Regions from separate parts of the Sus scrofa genome. Here region 2 is linked to region 1. A link is a contact called in public HiChIP or PLAC-seq data. All regions are on one chromosome and are shown on one strand. Each heading gives the region's core, a stretch centred on a gene start, on an enhancer-like site or on the middle of the called end of the contact. The rest is flanking DNA. Distances are from core to core; before and after follow the strand shown.

What was found. HiChIP or PLAC-seq counts read pairs in DNA pulled down with a chosen protein or histone mark.
Region 2: an H3K27ac HiChIP or PLAC-seq map of alveolar macrophages shows a contact between it and region 1. The contact joins two enhancer-like sites. A contact is called at or near these places in 4 of 47 Hi-C or Micro-C datasets (embryonic fibroblasts, mesenteric adipose tissue, retroperitoneal adipose tissue and 1 more) and 1 of 2 datasets of contacts at active chromatin or transcription factors (alveolar macrophages).

What each region holds. Positions count from the first base shown.
Region 1 is chr14:65,428,071-65,431,235 of Sscrofa11.1, forward strand. The region is part of intron 2 of ARID5B (AT-rich interactive domain-containing protein 5B); the gene reads left to right. Among named protein-coding and RNA genes, the nearest start is that of ARID5B, 21 kb to the left of the region's middle. Within about 2 kb of position 1,576, at least 4 of the 83 cell types and tissues checked have an H3K27ac peak or open chromatin away from gene starts, as enhancers often do. A contact at or near this core is called in alveolar macrophages, where this site is marked.
Region 2 is chr14:65,584,521-65,587,712 of Sscrofa11.1, forward strand. All of the region lies in intron 8 of ARID5B (AT-rich interactive domain-containing protein 5B), which reads left to right. Among named protein-coding and RNA genes, the nearest start is that of MIR9836, 160 kb to the right of the region's middle. Within about 2 kb of position 1,366, at least 41 of the 83 cell types and tissues checked have an H3K27ac peak or open chromatin away from gene starts, as enhancers often do. A contact at or near this core is called in alveolar macrophages, where this site is marked.

The DNA of each region.
Region 1 (3,165 bases), core at 326-2,825:
CTGCCCATTACAATCAGAAGTGGAACCAATTATTACAAAGCTAGTCTGATGATGGTTGAAAGGTAGTCTTCTAAGCATGTCCTGCTTTTTTCCCTTTTTCCTTTCATTATGTATTCTCCTTGAGTGGTTCCTTCCAAACACCTCCCCACTCTTCTGGGCATTTAATTATAGATGATGTACATAGTCATCTATAGCAGATTGCTTTAATCTTTTAAAGATTTGTTAGTCTTCAAGCATGTCAACAAGTTACATTGGGTCATTCTTAAACCTAGTATCTGGATCAGTGAATCTGGGAGTTTTGCTGGAAAGGGCATTTCGTCTGGTTTGACGATTATCTGCAGAGAGTGGGGAAAGAGGACCCTATTGCTGATATAATTAAACGGGCTCCTAAGTACATAAGACCATGGGTATGTTTGATGCACAGTGGTTGAAGGAGGGGCATTAAATCAGGTGGACATATGTCCATGTAAAGACCTGAACATCTAAATGAAAGGCATCATTGGCTCATTTGTGTTTCTCATGAGTGTATCAATAGGAGACATGGGTCTCCTAGCCACCCTTCAACTTTGTGCATATGTCAGGGGGCAGCTGGCCTTCCATCTTTTAAATTCTCTAGATATCAGCTGTTTCATGGGAAAACTCATCTATTTCTCTTTTAGGGAAGCTGCAACTTCGTTTCTAATTAAGTGCTCAAAACATACTTCTGTAGGCATTAAATGTTTGATGAAAAGGTGGCATTAAGCAGATTCTGGCCCATTTTTAATCATGGACATTGATGTATGGGGGTAGCTTCCATGCTAAGTCTGCTGGAAAGTTAGAGAAAAGGAGTCTGGATTCAAATTTAGGAGCATACATCAGCTCTAAGATGTATGTATGTTGTGTGTTTTTTCCTTTTTTTTTTTTTTTTAAACCCTTGAATTTTTCTTTGTACAATGTCCCTCCTGGTGCCTTTGTATCCCCAGTTCCCTCCAAGGGCAGTGCCTTGTGTTCTTCCCCCACCTCCCTTTCCTCTCAACCTCACTAGGACCTCCTCTTCTTTAGGGTGTCAACAGAGACCTTTCTTGACCATCTGACTGGACATCATCCCTAGTTCTACCCTTGTCTCCCATTACTGACTCTTATAATTCTTTTGTCTCAGATTTTATTCTGGCTCCCCACATCCCCAACACACACACCCAATTGTAGGCTCCAGGAAGGTAGGGCTTCTTCTCTATTTTAATTCCTGACTGTCATCCCAATGCCTGATGTATAGTCAGTTCCCAGTAAATATGTGCTGAATGAATGAAATCACTTAGAACAGTTTCTCTTTCTGTAAGTCACACTTAGGTGAGGTCCATGTCCTCTGTCTCCCACCCCCACCAGACCGCAGTTCTTTCCCAGTCCCCAGCTGTTCCTAGAGAAATGTGGGCTAGATGCTCAGGACATTGAGAATGAAAGAATGATTGGATCCTCTGGCAAAGGAGAGGGAGAAAAGTACCCTTTATTCCCCAGGCAAGGAACAGGAGACCCTGGGCAGTGTGTGTTTCTGAAGGGCAGCACCAGTGTCTTACTCATCCTTATCTCTCCATGGCTGATACCCCATGGAGATGGCTGACTCAGCCCAGTGCCTGGCACAAAGCAAATTAATTGGTTAGATTGAGCTGAGTTGGGGGAGAGCTCAGACATAATCCCATGAAGTTCAGTTTGTGAATGCTCAGCTTGTGGTGGCTCCTTCTGGGTTCTCTTTTACAACTGTTTTGTCAGAATGCCCAACAGCATTCTTTCACTCACTATGCATTCATTCGTTAAGCTACCCCTTGGAGTATGTAGGAGATCAGAGGCATGGAAGGCAAGTTACAGCCCTGCCTTCAGACAGCTTACCTTGAGGAAAACTTGGGCTTTCCTCTCTGGTTTACACAACCCCCTCTGAGGTACCAGAAGAGTTGTATTGCTCAGGTCTGTCCCCTGTGTTGGGCTCCACACCACAGTCTTTGAATAGGAGTAGAAAGGTCACCAGCTGTGGTTGCAAATTGGCTCTTATGTTAATCCTGGCTTATTCAGAAACACTCAATATTTTTCCAAACCGAGTATAGAGCTTTTGATTGAAGCCTGAATCATTTACTGTGGCAGAGCATATCACCAGCATGGGAAAAACTAGAACTTGAAAATACAAAGCCCCTTTAAGTAATCCAATATAGGATAATTACATTATTAAATAAAGCTGTGGGTCTCAAATTATTCCACTGCCATTGTACATGTGAGGATAATAATGTGAACTGTGCTAAGTGAACAGAGCACAAAAAAATGTTTTAACAAGAGGGAGCATGTCTAAATCATATGTTTATGGTTAAATAAAGTCTACACAAAACAGGAAGATTTCTTTGGTTCCTACATTTAAAGTGTTCTAAATAGGCATAAGGCTCTTGATTCTCTGTGAAGACTGCTCTTCTCGTTAGTGACAGCCCCATATCAAGATTCTATGCCAGTTCACCAATAACCTTGAATAAATCAGACGGCTCCCACTGTGATTTCGTATATCACCAGGAGCAAAGAATTTTCTTCTTCCTTTTAGGGTCTTTGTGGAACATGGGCCCTGCTGAACTTTGTACCTGGGCAGGGTGTCTGTAAAACTAGGTGGGAAAAAAAGGTCAGGAAATGTAAAAGTAACGGTTTGAAGCCACTCAGCATATTAGAACATCTGGGTTGGGTAGTGGTTGAGTGTGGGTTTTATTGTTATTATTTTTGCTTTTAGAGAATATTCTTATAGGTAACTCATCCGAGCTTTAATATTAGAATTGGACTCATTTATTTTCTTTTGCTTAGGTTTTTAAAAACTTTTCTTATTTTTATTTTTTGATTTTACTGAAATATAGTTGATTTACAATGTTGTATTACAATGTTTCAGGTGTACAGCAAAGTGAATCCGTTATACATATAGATATATCCATTTTTTCTTTCCATATAGGTTTTTACAAACTATTGAGTAAATTTCCCTGTGCTATACAGTAGGTCCTTGTTAATTACCTATGTATACAGTAGTGTAGATATATTATTCTCATCCTCCTAATTCTTCCCTCCCCCCTTTTGCTTACGTTTTAATGGCCAGAGCTAAGTATATGGGTGACAAGCTAGTTTTTATTATGGCAACTTGAAAGTAGTTAAAAAAATAGACTGTAGCATTAATAC
Region 2 (3,192 bases), core at 116-2,615, 160 kb after region 1:
CTCCTTCCCCCACTCTTCAGGTTGAGTCAGTCCCAGACATTATTATAATATCATTTTTCAGAGCTCTATAAATAGACAGATTCTCATTTCTCTTAAGTACTGTTTGCTAAATGTTTTGGCCCAAAAGTTCAGTCATTCCATGCAAGCATTAATCAATACAGGAGACATTAGTGGTTACTCGTTCTGATGAGATTTGACATTATTTTTCCTCTGCCTGTGGGGAGGGGAGGAGGATGTTGCCTAATAAAGATGAAGGGTCTTTGCTTCTTTTGTATGAAATGCAAATGATGAGGACGTGTGCAATATACATTTCTCAAATGTGAGGCTGCTGCTTTTTGTTGAGAGAGAGGCAAGGCCCTGGAGGATTTTAGAATTTGTAAATATAAAATTATCTGCCTTCATGTTTAAAAAAAATAATAAAAGGGAGAAAGACTTGGCAGGTTGCCAGATTACTTACATTACAGTAATAGATTTGCTGACCTCTGACTTCTGCTGTAGAGAAATGTATTGAATTTTTCATAATATCAGATGAGGCAGATCTAAAAACCTAGTATACTGAGCACCATTATTTAACTTGAGATTTAACAAAGCCGAAATCTTTTCAAACCAGCAATTTCTTGTATGATGATAATTTAGTGGCTCAGACACTAATAAATCAAGGTTATAATGCCATTGATTTGTTAATTTTAACTTGGGTTGATTTTAAGTCATCTTTATTTAAAAAAAAAATAAAAGGAGGAGGAGGAAGAGGAGAAAAAAAATCTTGCTTTTCACAGTGACTGAATTTAATAAGAATCTCCGTGATAGCAAAAGGCTCCCCTACTGTTTCTGCTTTGGGGTGGAAAATGTTATTCTTGTATTATTCCTAGGGAAAAATAAAATCTCATGCTGCTACAAATCTTACGCCTATGGAAAGATATTTTTTTTTTTAATACATGATGGCTTACCTATTTCAGATCCATTAATGGCATCATAAATAAGCATTTTGCTAATCTGAAATGTGAAATCAGGATAATAGTAAAGGCCCATTTATCTACCCAGCTTTCAATGCACCGACTACATGTAGATGTAGGGGGTGCGGGGGGAGCTCTCTGGATTTTCTAATGAATATATTGCTTCTCTTCCCCATCACTTCCATCCACCAGAAATCCACACCACATTCTAAAGAGTTGCAGCCCATTGAAAATATTTCTCCTGGGTAATTAGTTCTTAGGGGCTGGGGTGCATTATTTGCTTTTATCTGTACAGTTTAGAAGCTGATTAAATCTTTGTTGTACTACAAATATTTGAGGAATAGTCATCTGCAAGGCACAGTCATGTTGCTTTAGACTAAATTCTTTATGCAATACAATGCTTCCTGCGTTGGGCCATGTTGACCTTAGGTTGGCTAACCTGTCTTTAGTGGTATCGCGTGTACGTTAAATGTTGAAATGTTCAGAAACCCGTAATAGCTCTCGTCCTCTTGTACTGTAAAAACTTCTAATAATCAGATGATAAGATCATATCCTGTGGGGTAATTGTGTTGTACCGTGACAGGATAACTGAAAAAACATTCAGTGAAAATCGCACTGAACGGAAATCACTACATGAACAGCGATTGTTCAGCTGGGTGAGACCACGCTCAATTCTTCAGGGCTTAGCTGGTCATATTTCTACTTGTTTCCTTTTAGCTGCTGCCTTTCTTGTTTTATTTTGGGAGCCTTTTTTTCCCTGAGCCACTATAATTATCTTTCAGTGATTTAGAAGGGGAAAAAAAAACACTCAATTGACCTTTACACACACACACAGACTACACACTCACTCACTCACAAGCACACTCCCTCTGGAAGCCTTGAACAAGCAGGGTTTGTGTTTGGATTCAGTTTTACCTTAGTCATGCCTCTTTCCAGATACAAGAAACATTTAATTCCAGATTTCCTGCTTCTGGCTTTAGGCCTTTGACCAGCAAAGTGAAATGTATTTTTTACTGCTGTCGGCCAGCCAGCTGCTGAGTTGAGTGAAGGGAAGGGGAAAAAAAAAAAAAAAAAAAAAGAAGGAAAGGAAAAGAATAGAAATGTTGCCCTACCTCTTGAACTTGCACAACTGTCTAAGAAATTCAATTTTCCTTAGCACCCATCTAGAAAGCTGGCTTGGCCCAGGGCTGTCAGGACCTGGTGGCCCTCCCACCCCCGTCCTCTGCTTCCTCTCACCCCCTTGCCAGGGGGGTGATGTCGTCGTCCTTTTTGCTGAAAGGAGCCCCTCATGGTGTCACCATGTAGATTAGAGAATAGAGTTGGATGGAGGGCGGTGCCAACAGACAGTAACCACTGGAATACCCAGACTTCAATGCTTGAGCGGTTCTCATGGCAACCAAACAAAAGTACAACAAACCTATCTGTCCTAACAATAAAAAGAGGTTTTCCTCAAAGTCAGTTTAAAATAGTTTTTTTCTAATTTGAAATAGTCAATGCATTTTACTCTGGGACAGAAATCCCCAACCTGCCACTGTTGAAGGGGATAAAGTCCCTGGCAGAACCATGCACATCAAAGCAATTAGGGGGGAATGTTGGGGACTTTACAGATGAGACAGAATACATTCAAGTATGAACAGGATTGCTTTTTTTTTCTCTCTTCTGCTTAGTTATGCTTTTTATTACATAAACAGTAACTGTAATATTACAGTGGGAAGCAGGTATTTGGCAGCCATATATTATTTTAGTAAGTCTACATAGAGAGAACAGTTTCCAGTTTTAGCAGCTGTAACATGTTTAAACTCAGTTTGTAATGGGATCTGAAGATAACTATTCCCCATGGGCTGTGCTGATCTTCACGGCTGGCCCACTGCCAGATGCAGGGCTCGAAACTATTATTCACGCCTCCTTGCACATACCTTGTCCGAGCATGCTCAGTAAGTGAGTGTTGTTTCTAAGATGCTATAAATTGGGATTTGATTTTCCCATAATTTACTTGGTCTTTTATTAAAGAGGAGACTATTTTGATCACAACTGTCCCCACGTCTGTACTCACAAACCTGAACAGTTGTGTATTTGTAAGCAGTTGAGATCCAAATTGCCTAGTTAGAAACCAATTTTAGGATAGCCAACAATTGCCCAAACCAAAGGCAGTTTTGCTTGGGAGTCTCCATTTAAAAATAATTAGGGTTCCCAATATTTGAACAGATTTATGTTGTTTATAAGCCAAGTACATTTTCTT